2 separate regions of the Triticum aestivum genome follow, and region 1 is linked to region 2. A link is a contact called in public Hi-C data. All regions are on one chromosome and are shown on one strand. The core of a region is the stretch at or near the end of the contact, and the rest is flanking DNA. Distances in the headings are between cores, read along the strand shown. Region 1 holds the start of LOC123120085 (filament-like plant protein 2). Region 2 holds the start of LOC123120084 (V-type proton ATPase 16 kDa proteolipid subunit).

The links. Hi-C and Micro-C count contacts between places; a contact is called where the count stands out from the background.
Region 1: a contact with region 2 is called in a Hi-C map of leaf, with 4 times the contacts expected there. The contact joins the promoter of LOC123120085 here to the promoter of LOC123120084 in region 2. A contact is called at or near these places in 3 of 5 Hi-C or Micro-C datasets (all in leaf).

The regions. Positions count from the first base shown.
Region 1 is chr5D:207,955,641-207,961,658 of IWGSC CS RefSeq v2.1, reverse strand. It overlaps LOC123120085 (filament-like plant protein 2), which reads left to right and starts at 1,904. Exons shown (of 5, transcript XM_044540093.1): 1 at 1,904-2,387; 2 at 3,700-3,953; 3 at 5,280-5,604. The coding sequence starts at 3,837.
Region 2 is chr5D:207,705,595-207,711,179 of IWGSC CS RefSeq v2.1, reverse strand. It overlaps LOC123120084 (V-type proton ATPase 16 kDa proteolipid subunit), which reads left to right and starts at 2,220. Exons shown (of 3, transcript XM_044540091.1): 1 at 2,220-2,526; 2 at 2,764-3,049; 3 at 4,123-4,537. The coding sequence starts at 2,448. The coding sequence ends at 4,255.

The DNA.
Region 1 (6,018 bases), core at 655-3,154, 250 kb before region 2:
GCTGGCGCCCAAAATCGGCCCAAACACATTTTTCGCCGGTTTGGGCCGAAATTGGCGCCGGCGGACCCAGGCCGAACCCGGCGCGCTGGGGGCGCCGGACAACGTGTTTTTGGCACGAACGAGGACGGGCCCGCCGAGTCAGCGAGACGCCGCTTCGTCGTCCTCATCGCCCCGGTTCCCGCCGGAATCAATGCCAAGGCTGGCCAAGGCTGCCGCGCTGCCGCGCCGGTCAGCCTCCATTGATGCCTCACGGGCGACGCAGTGAAGGCGCCACCGACGCGCGTCCCGCCCGCTCCCGCCACGCGTCGCCCGGCATGCAGCCTCTCGCCGCCCCGCTGCGGCTATATAAGGCGACCTCCCCGCCGGTGGATGCCACAACTCACATCCCTCCTCGCATCCGCCGCACAAAGCAACACTCTCCCCTCTTCCCACCGACGAGCAAATGGCTGAGAGGCTCCCAGGCGACGGCGCGACGGCGAACAACTTCGGCCGCCGCCATCTCCAGGAGCCGGAGGCGCGCCTCCTCTACGAGGCCGAGTACCCGGCGCCCCCGGACATGCGCGTGCCGGGGAACCGGAAGTTGAGAGCCAGCGGCGTCCCGGTGCCGCCAGTGCCCGAAGGAGCGGCACGGCGGGCCGAGATCGCTCGCATCCGTTCGTCGATGCCGGAGGAGCAGCGGAGCGAGCCGAGGACGCCGCCGACAGCCACACGTTGTGGACGATGTTCTTCGAGCACCGCCGCGAAGACCAGATCGTCTCCGCTAACGACATCATCCCCCGCGGACGCCTCAACGCCGACGAGCGGCGCGAGTGGTGGGGCGTACCCGGCCGTACCCTCGAGGCCGTCCTCGATCACATCGAGATCGGCAACACGCCGCGCCTCGAGTACCCGCCGCGTCCGTCGTTCTCTCGCCGTCGTGGCAGCTCCTGGATGTCGCGGCGGATGGAGCTGGGGACGTCCTCGTCGTCGGGCTCCGGCTCGCCGGCGCTCCGCCCCGTCAAGTCAGAGCCGGAGGAGACGTTGCTCTGGCGACGCACCCGCAACGGCGCCGTCATCATCAACGAGGGTGCCCGCCCCTCCCCGCGCTCCCTCCGCCTGGTCCGGCCGAAGCCCGAGCCGGGCGTGCTCCCCGTGAAGCCGGAGCACGTCGACATGGTGGCCTCCGACGACGAGGCCGCCCTCAAATGGGCGAAGGAGGACTACGTCCGCGAGCAGGTGCGCCGCCAGCGCCGGACGGAGCTCCAGGCTCGGCGCCGCGGGCGCGAGGAGGGCAACATCATCGTCCTCGACGGTGACGAGGAGGACGAGGCCGGGCCGTCCAGCGCGCCACCGCGCGTCAGCGACCTGGAGCATCTCCGGCCGGGGCGGTGAAAAAGAGCCGCGCTAACTTGGCGCGTGGGGCGACTCCGTTCCCCGTCGTCGCCCCAGGTCGATGCCAACTCGACGATATTTCGTATAAATATGTCGTAAACTCAGCAATTTAGCACGAACTCGGCGAAATTTCATTAAAATTTATAAAAAAAATGCAAACTACGCCTACTGGTACGCCAAACTACGCCTAGCCACTGCGCCGCGGCCACCGTCCGCCATCTACATGCCGAGAAGCCTGTAGAAACGGGTGTAGTCGCCGCCGTCGTCGTCTCGGCCCGCCCCGCCAGAGCCGCCGCCGTCCGGAGTCCGGTTTCCACCGCCGTACGGGCGGCAGAGTATCCCCATACCGTCTGGCTGGCGGGGGCCGTGGCCTCCGGGGTCGGTCGGGCGAGACCGCTGGACCCCCACGCGGCACACGAGCCAAGGACGCGCGGGGCGAGCCGAGGAAAAGGCGGGGGCAAGACACAAACCGCGCGTCGTCAGGCGTACGACAACCCCCACATCGCCCGCGAGAATCCAAACCGAATCACGCCTCACGCTAAACTAAAGTAAACTAAACCGAGCTACGCCAAGAACCCTAATCCGCTGCTGCAATCTCGCTCTCCGTCCCCAACGGCAAGGAACACTAACCACCAGTGGCGGAGCTAGGATCAAGCCACGACCCGGGCAAGCCCCAGGCCAATCACTTGGTACAGTATTAAACAGTGTAAAATCTGCTACAGTAAACAAAGGAGCCAAGCCTCACGATCCAGGCCGCCGCCCGGGCAGCCTGGGGCTTGTCTCCGCCACTGCTAACCACCACCACCCATCCAGTGGTTGCATCAACAAAAGCACCCACGAAGGCTACAAGGTAGTCCTTTCCTAGTAGTATACTGTGCTACGACAGACAGGGAGAGGACCGCGGAGCGTCGGTGATTCGAGCTGCCCGTGCGGGAAGGAAGGAAGGAAGGAAGGAAGGAAGGAAGGAAGGAGCGAGGCAAAGCCGGCCGGCGGCGACCACCATTGATGCGGTGCTGGTGAGTGTGCACCTCGGATTCCCGCTCGCTGCATTTATTTTAGTTGCGGGAATGGGAAAGAGCCGCTTTGGATTCTTGCTGCGGCTGCGAGCATTTATTTCTTCCTCCGATGCACTACTTCAGTTGGGAACTGGAAAGTACTCGTACTATAGTATAGGACCATGACATCTCACATGGCCAAAGCTGCAGGAGGCGGTGGTGGTGGTGGCCAAGCTGTTGCAGCAGCAGTGCCGACGCCCATGGCCACCTCCTCTCCAGCTCCCCTCCCGCTCCCTTTTTCCCCACTCCGCTTTTCGGCTCGTCTTCTCTCGCTCCGATCTGCGTCCGTCTGTGCGACTGCGTGAGCTGACGCTTCTCGCTTTCCGTTCCTAGCCCAGCCTGCACACCCATCCAGTATCCGAGAGAGAGAGAGAGAGAGAGAGAGAGAGAGAGAGAGAGAGAAAATAAAAAGAGAAACATTAAAGAAAAGAAGTGGAGTGTTGTGTTCACGGAGTTCTTGCAATCGATGCGGGGGCATTGCTCCGTGTGATGCTTAAATAGCAGGTATTAATGCAGCCCATTCCCTCCCGCCTTACTCTCCGGGACCGGGACTCGTCCTTCTTGGTTTCCGCCATGAAGTTTCTCTAGCCGCTCTGCTTTTCTTCTTTCCCCGCTTCCCCGGGGCTGGTCTTTGCCGGTTTCTCTTCAAGTTAGGTCTGGATTTGGGGGTTTCAGCATATTTGCGCGGGGCTTAGCTTTGGGTTAGGTGATTGGCGAGGAGGAATTGGGGATTTAGGGATTGTGCCTCTTGTTCTTTGCCCAAGGATTATCATTCCCTTGGTTGCTCGAAGAAGAAAAAAATAATCATATTTATTCCTCTTGTGTTTCTATTCTATTTGGGGGAGTTGAGAGCAGTCGGTGGCTACAACTTTTGGAGTGACGCATTGCAACTTTTTTGCTACTATTTTGCTCGCACCTTCTTCTCCTGATGTTAAGGCAGAAGAGCAATCTCTTTTTTCGGGCCGGCTGTTCTTAGTTGGAATTTCTGGACAGGGCATAGTTGGGACTTTGTATTGGTCAGTATTGGTCTTGCCCACTTTTGACTCTTGAGCTTTGCCAAAAAAACAAATTCCCGGGTTGCTGGTTTTTTTCTGAATCCAACCTAGTTCCTGCTTGGTCTCAGTCGTTGCAAAATTAGTTCCTGTCAATCGTGACTACAGTTCCTGGTTGGTGTCATTAACTGGGAGTTGCATCTTTTTCTACCTGTCGGTCGGTATCATAAACGAGTGATCACTGATACTAGCAATTTTCAACTGGCTGCTGTTTGATACAGATTAGTCATCTTCAGCGCAGCACTGCATGAGGAGATCTTTCTGCATCGCTTCCTGTGCCAATGTTGATTGATCAAACCTGCATATGCTGGTGGTAGCTGAGAAAGGAGAACCACTTTTTCCATCTTTCGGATAGTTGATGGTTATGGACCGCACGGGTTGGCTCTGGAGGCGCAAGCCTTCGGATAATAGTCCTGGGGCAAGCGAGAGCTCTGTGCCCGTGTCATCGCATCCTCAGTGCTGCTCCAGCGATCAGGTTCTACCCACGTGCCTTCATTTTGTATCCTGCAAATCTTTTCACCTCAGCATGAGTGCAAGGTAGTTAGCACATTCTTATCATGGGGAGCCGTTTTGTTGAATGTGGCTCTTTCTCGAGGTTTGGGCAATGAATTCTAGTATTAGGGAAGTTCTGAACTTTACATTATAAATAAAGAATTTATAGGCTTGCTGCCTTGGACAGATTGATAAAGCATACAAACTCATAGTTTGATCAGATTCAAGTAGGACATGTGTTCAGATGCTAATGTTTGTTGAGTACATTGCCATTGCCTATTAGTGGGAAATCTTGTGATAGAGAAAGGCCAACAGCTTTCAACCTATCAAATGTAAGATTAGTTCCAGTTGTGTAAGATTTACTTGTTGAGCCACAACTATGATACTTTGTCAACCGAGGCTCTATGTCTATCCATAAGAGGATTTTAGCAATTTCTGAATGTTCGCCAATACTGGTAAAGTCTGTTCTTGATTTTCGATGAAACAAGTGTATTTCCTAATAGTTGAATATCAGCAGTACCTTGCAAAGGACCTAAACGTTTAAGTGATGCTTCCCTAGTCCTCAGACCTCGCACCAACTATAGGGCATAGGCTACTCTGAATGATTGGCAAACAAATGCAATCGAAAGCCTGAAGAACATAGGTCGTTCGTTTTCTAGAAAAATGGTTTCACATAGATGGTTAAAGAAAATGGCTCTGGTAGCTACCAGAAGGACTTGATCGGTGATGTGAATACAGTATGCTTACAATTTTGTAATACACAGATCAGGTCTTCTCCGGATTTTATCATCTAGTTCATTAATTCAAACAAACTTGACTTCTGTTGATGCTCAAAAAGTTACTAAAACGTGGTACTAGGTACTGCTTTTGAAATTTATACCTCACTTCTATTTTTTCAAAGGTATTAAGTTCTGCAATAGTCCATGTGTATGTTTCCTCCTGCCTTAGGTGAATAATTGACTTCCTAAAGTTCCTGCAGTCAAACTATTCTAACTTTGACTACTACTAGTAGATACAGATATATTTGGATTGATAAGGTGAAAATAGTACCGTTTGGTTTGTCCTACAAATACATTCATGAGTTTCTATTAGCATGCTCCTACAAAAACTAATGGTTGAACATCCATATTGAAGAGCGTGTCAATGTTTAAATGTCATCTATTTACAAACAGGCGAGGTACTTTTTCATGTGATGTAGTATGTGCAGATGGCATCTATTACTAACTCTGCACACGTCTTCTACACATATTTTCATTTTTGTGAGAAAAGATTATTTAAGAATTTAAATTTTCTGCTCCTGTTTAAGCAGGAGGTTCTGAGGCCTGTCTCAAACAATGCTTCAGCACATCATGGTCAATCACCCAAAGTCTCTTTGAGGGTTAGGCATGATGAGACCCAAGAAATTGGAATACCAAAATTGTCGAATGAGAAGCTAGCATCAAGAGTTAATTTAAATGGTTTTTCTCCACAGCATGGTCAGTCACTAGAATCATACCTATCATCAAATGGAGATGAAGAGACCAAGGAGACCATGAAAAGTCTGAATGAAAAACTTGCTGCTGCCCTTTTGGCTATTAGTGATAAAGAGGATCTGGTTAAGCAGCATGCTAAAGTCACAGAAGAGGCTGTTGCAGGTAAGCTTGAAGGGAATCGAATGATTCCCGCATATGTTCTTGAGCATTTATATACTCTATGATCAGAAAACTGAAAGGACTGTTCTGTTTCTGTATTAGCCCCTGGGGTGTAGATAGAATTAGGTAAAATAAAATAAATGGGGAAGTCCTAAATTAGACCAACGGAATTCTGTCAGCTAGAATAAGAAAAGGCGCTTACAAATTAAGCTCATCCTTTATAATATAATAATGACAGTTTTTCTTTGTTCAGAAGCTCATAACATCAGTCCTGATAAGCCCCAATTTGCTGTTTCTTCTCCGCTAATAAAACCTACTCCTTCTACTCGCTCTAAAAAATGGGATTTGTGTAATAAGTTGTTGATATTCAACAACTCCGGTGGAGGACTCGCAGAAATACCTCGGATAGTACCACAA
Region 2 (5,585 bases), core at 971-3,470:
CTCCACTGCCAGCTGTGATCTGCTCTCATTTCTTGACGCCTACTCCGGATATCACTAGATATTCATGTCCAAAGAAGATGAAGAGAAAACCACATTCATTACTTCATGTGACACGTACTGTTTTGTACGGATGCCTTTCGGATTATAGAGTGCGGGTTCGATGATCGCGAGGGCAGCTCAGATCGGTTTTGAGCCACATCTACACAGGAACATAGAAGCCTACATGGATGATATTGTGGTCAAGACCAAGGACAAGTCCACCCTGATTCAAGATTTGGAGGAAACCTTCTCCAACTCGCGTAAGATCAACATGAAGCTCAACCCCGAGAAGTGTGTGTTCGGTGTGGGTTCTTTGTATCTCAACATGTGATTGAAGCGAACCCCGACAAGATCAAGGCTATTGAGCAAATCCAAGCACCCAAGACCGTCAAGGATGTGCGACGCCTTGCCGGTTGTGTCGCAGCTCTGAGTAGGTTTATTTCATGGTCTGCCGAGCGCGCCTTGCCTTTTTTCAAGATACTGAAAAAGGTGGGTCTGGTAATGGACTCCGGAAGCAGAGCTGCGCTGCATGACCTGAAAAAAGTACATGTCTTCTGCGCCAACTCTAGTCGCGCCCAAACCACAAGAATCGTTGTTGCTATACTTGGCGGTGACGAATCAAGTGGTCAGTGTTGCACTAGTTGCGCAGAGGGATGCACACGTGTTCTCCGGCAAGGCTAGATGCCGGGAAGGAAAAAGTGGTGCCAGGGAAAACATCTGAGAAGCAGGTTACATCAAAGAAGAAAGTGGTGCAACGGCCAGTATACTTTGTTAGCTTCCTATTGCAGGGGGCTAGGTCAAGGTACTCGGGCGAGCAAAAGTTACTCTTTGGCCTACTCATGGCCTCAAGGAAGCTGCGCCACTATTTTCAGGCACATGAGATCACGGTGGTCACTCGCTTGGCGGCCCCACTTTTTATCCACGCGATAAGAAGTACATCAAAGAAACATAAGTCGAAAGTTTGTTTCATTTGTAATTTCCCGTCATTCTATATTACGCCTACGTATGAGGAACTTGCACGTGAGGAGACCTTGCCGCGCCTTTCATTTGCGGTCTTATCCTTGCCTCGAGTCTGCTCGACAGGATTAGTTGCAGCTGCATTTAAAGCCGGCAAGGGGAGGTGCACGTCCTCCGCTTCAAGTTGATGGAGTCCGACACGCTCTTCATCAAGATCTTCGGGCTTTCAGGTGCTTGTCTTGGGTGCTGCGTAGAAAGCTCGAGCGACGACGAAATCTTCTCGAGCGACAGCGACGAAGAGGACACCGATGGTGAAGATGGCGGCGGCGAGCATCCGGTCGTCAAGTCCGAAGACGACGACTCGGACTCCGACTGAACGCTGATAGCACCGTCATCACCAGCTAGGCGTCGGCAGCACCATCATCTGCAGATGGACCCCGGCAGAGCGATTTGCCGGGGGTGCTTCGCCTAGACGCCACCACCACCTCCAGCTGGACCCCGGCAGGCTCATGGACTCCGGCTTCGTCTTCCCTATCGGGAGCCGCCCTCCCGATCTTGTCGGGCTGCGTCCCTCTGGTCCTGGCGAGGGTGACCAGGGCATCGCCCAGGCGCTCTTTTTGCCCTCCTTGCACTCGATGTAAATGCAGCTGCAACTAATCCTGTCGAGCAGACTCGAGGCAAGGATAAGACCGCAAATGAAAGGCGCGGCAAGGTCTCGAGTCTGCTCGACAGGATGGTGCTGCCGACGCCTAGCTGGTGATGACGGTGCTATCAGCGTTCAGTCGGAGTCCGAGTCGTCGTCTTCGGACTTGACGACCGGATACTCGCCGCCGCCATCTTCACCATCGGTGTCCTCTTCGTCGCTGTCGCTCGAGAAGATTTCGTCGTCGCTCGAGCTTTCTACGCAGCACCCAAGACAAGCACCTGAAAGCCCGAAGATCTTGATGAAGAGCGTGTCGGACTCCATCAACTTGAAGTGGAGGACGTGCACCTCCCCAAGATAATGAGCGCGAGCGAAGGTTTTCCACGGTACACGAACTTCACCCCTGCTTGCCAGAAATCGTCTTCCAGAGACGACTAGTAGATGAGTAGAGCACGACCCGTGGGTACGCGAAAGGCTGGAACAACGTCAACCACGCAACGCTCCTTCCACGTGGCCCACGAGCAGTGAGACACCAATTCTACAATCTCCACCCAGACAAGGGCACCGGTGCCCCTCCTGACCGGGCAACCACGGGTACACGGCCCCTACATCAAGAGGGCAAAACCGTCCAGTAAAAAACATTCCGCCCCACCCCGTCTTCTTCTTGCCCAATCTCCAACGCCCTCCTCCTCAGATCAGATCGTGGAAGCCCAAACCAAATCCCAAAGCGACAACAGAAAAGCTCGAGCTCTTGCTTGGGTGGACGAGCGAGCAGAGCGCCGATCGCAGCAGTAGCAGCAGGAGGAAGATGTCGTCGGTGTTCAGCGGCGATGAGACCGCCCCCTTCTTCGGCTTTCTCGGCGCCGCCGCGGCGCTCGTCTTCTCATGTACGCCCTCTTCCATCTCTTGTAAACTTGCCAGCCTTTGTGTAGCTTACATATGTTTGGGGGAACACGGTTGGAGCTCTGATCCGCCCGGATCGGCGGAGCGTTGTCCCTTCTAGCGTGCGCGTCTTTCGATTCCGTAGATTCGATTCGTTTAGCTGACGAGACGAAGCGCGCGCTTTGGTCTTGGGTTAGTCCCTGCGATCGTTGACGAGATCTCTCCGTGTCCCTGTCTTGCAGGTATGGGAGCGGCCTACGGGACGGCCAAGAGCGGCGTCGGCGTGGCGTCCATGGGAGTCATGCGCCCGGAGCTCGTCATGAAGTCCATCGTGCCCGTTGTCATGGCTGGAGTGCTCGGTATCTACGGGCTTATTATCGCCGTCATCATCAGTACCGGGATCAACCCCAAGGCCAAGCCCTACTACCTCTTCGACGGCTACGCCCACCTCTCGTCCGGCCTCGCCTGTGGCCTTGCAGGCCTTGCTGCTGGCATGGCCATCGGCATTGTTGGTGATGCTGGAGTCAGGTAAGCTCAATTTATCATCTCTTATTGTGTTATACGCACTGATTTTGCTGGTATGTTGGTTTGTTGATGACTAATTTGCATTGTTAATGCACATCCCTCACGCCTGTGCCTACATAGTACTAGTAGCTAGCAGGCGCATGTGTTGCATTTGAAGGGATGCATTTAGGTGGATGATTCTGACCCAATTTCATAGGCCTGATTCTGTTTGAGATTTGAATCTCTGTAGGCTCGCTGTTCAAGTTTCATTTATTTAGTTGTCTCAGTATACTCCAGTATAGCCTTAACAGAAGTAAATTTCAGTTACAGCATGGATTATTCTCTACACAAATCCTCTTAGATTGTTTATGACTAGACTAACAATTCATCAATAAGCTGAAATCTGAGGATGAACATATGCGAGCTCTTATTATTACTACACTTCTCTCTAGGCATGATATGCTTGTTGTACCAATTATCTTAGGAAACAATCTTGAGTTATAGAAAAATGACACTGGCTATTTCTTCCCTCACCTACGTACTATAGATGATGAGCCTTTGTTATGTCAATTACTTCTTTCACCATGAATTTTGTGTAAGTCGGTCTATTTATGGTGGATTTACTTTATATATGCTGCTCACCAGACAAAAACATTTTTCAGTGGAACCGCCTTTGTGGATTTATGATACTCTTTGAACTGTATACTTTGTATTTGTTCTGGTCTTTGTAGTTTATTAGTTAGTGTGATGTCCTATATGTTTAGTTAGTAGTATGATTCTCTCTGTTTGTTAAGTTTTGGCAATATGTATGCGTGCAACTATCTGTAAATGGAACTCCCAAACTTGGAACTAAGCTACGCTGGTTCTAATTCCTTATTAAGGGTTTAGCATTTGTCAATGTTATTAGTTAGCTCTTTCCTTTCTACTGGTTTGTTGCTTCCTGGGTAAGACTCTGATAATTGCTACGTACACGATTATGTAATTTAATTCTTTTTCCTTCTATATACTGTTGACTTGATATGCGTGCTTTACATCGGAGGATCAATTGGAACTTGCCGAAATTGTACCCCGTTCTGATCAAACGTCATTGTTTGCAGGGCAAATGCTCAACAGCCCAAGCTGTTTGTCGGCATGATCCTCATCCTCATCTTCGCAGAGGCGCTCGCTCTCTACGGTCTCATTGTCGGCATCATCCTGTCATCCCGAGCTGGCCAGTCTCGTGCTGATTAGGCATGTTCCATACACGCGGCCCTGTGTGCCCTCTTGTTTTATATTATTCAGACAGCAAACTGAGCTCTAGAGGTTATCATGTCTAGTTTTCATTCTTCTGTTTGGTGGAGAAAAAAACATCTGTAGCAAAGGGAGCTTTGCCCTTGATGTACCATTCTTTTTCCGTCTGGATGCTGGGTGGGGGTTGATGCTTATTTATGCACAGTTATTTACCTTTTGGGTCTGGCTGGACGGTGTAATCTGGTGAATAAGCGAGAACTTAATGCAATTGAGTTTTGTCCATTCATCCTCCAATTGAGTATTATCCTTTTTGCAAAGGAGAAATCCACATGGTTTGAAACTAGAATGGGACCCTTTGGTTCAAAAGTATCATTAAGAATAGTTTGATTTGTAGGATTAAATTCTATAGGATTTTTTGAATGATTTGTTTTTATACTATCCTACCGAGGAACCACTCAAACCTCTTGGAAAAATTCTTCATAAGGTAGTAATATCATAGGAATAGGAAACTTGTAAAATTAAGATTCCATGCATCCCAAATCCTATGAATAGAAAATGATATGTCCTTCCTAATGTTTATTTTTCTATGTAATGTGGAGATAGAGAATTCCTTCATAAGAATATGATTTGTATTCCTACAAACTAGAGAACAGTAAACGAAATTTTTCTATAGAAATTCTATCCTACAAAATTCCTCCAAAACCAAAGGAGGTCTGAATCCTTCGCCGTTGCGATGTACTAGACGGAATGGTGTGCTCCGCTGTGCTCAAATATAGTGGCGTTTGATACCCACATGGATCTTTGGCGTTTGATACCCACGCGGATCTTTGGGTGCCGATGCACCTGAACTGTAAAATAATTTAGAAAATTTTAAGAGTAAAAAATTCTGAATTATTTTGGAATCAAGAATCATCAGGTGTTACACACGTGTGAAAAGTTTCGAGAATTACTTTTCGCACAAGTGTATGTTCATGTTTGATTCTTGAGAATTACTTTTCACACATGTAATACCTGATCATGTTCGATTATTAGTGATCTTTGGAAACCTAATTCTAAAGTTTGGGATGAAGGTAAGATTAGTACCTACTTTGATGATACTTTCAAAAATAATGTTTTAAATATTCCTATTATTAATGCTGATATTGATGATACTATATACTGGATTCACACTCCTAATGCTACTTGTACCAATAAAAGTGCTTATAAAACTTTTATCCAGGAGATCCAGGATAATACTATGAATCATGGATCTCTTGTGACCAATCAAGAGATAGACATTCTCAACCAGGTTTGGAAGAGCAGAACTTTGGCTCCTAGAGTTAAAACTTTT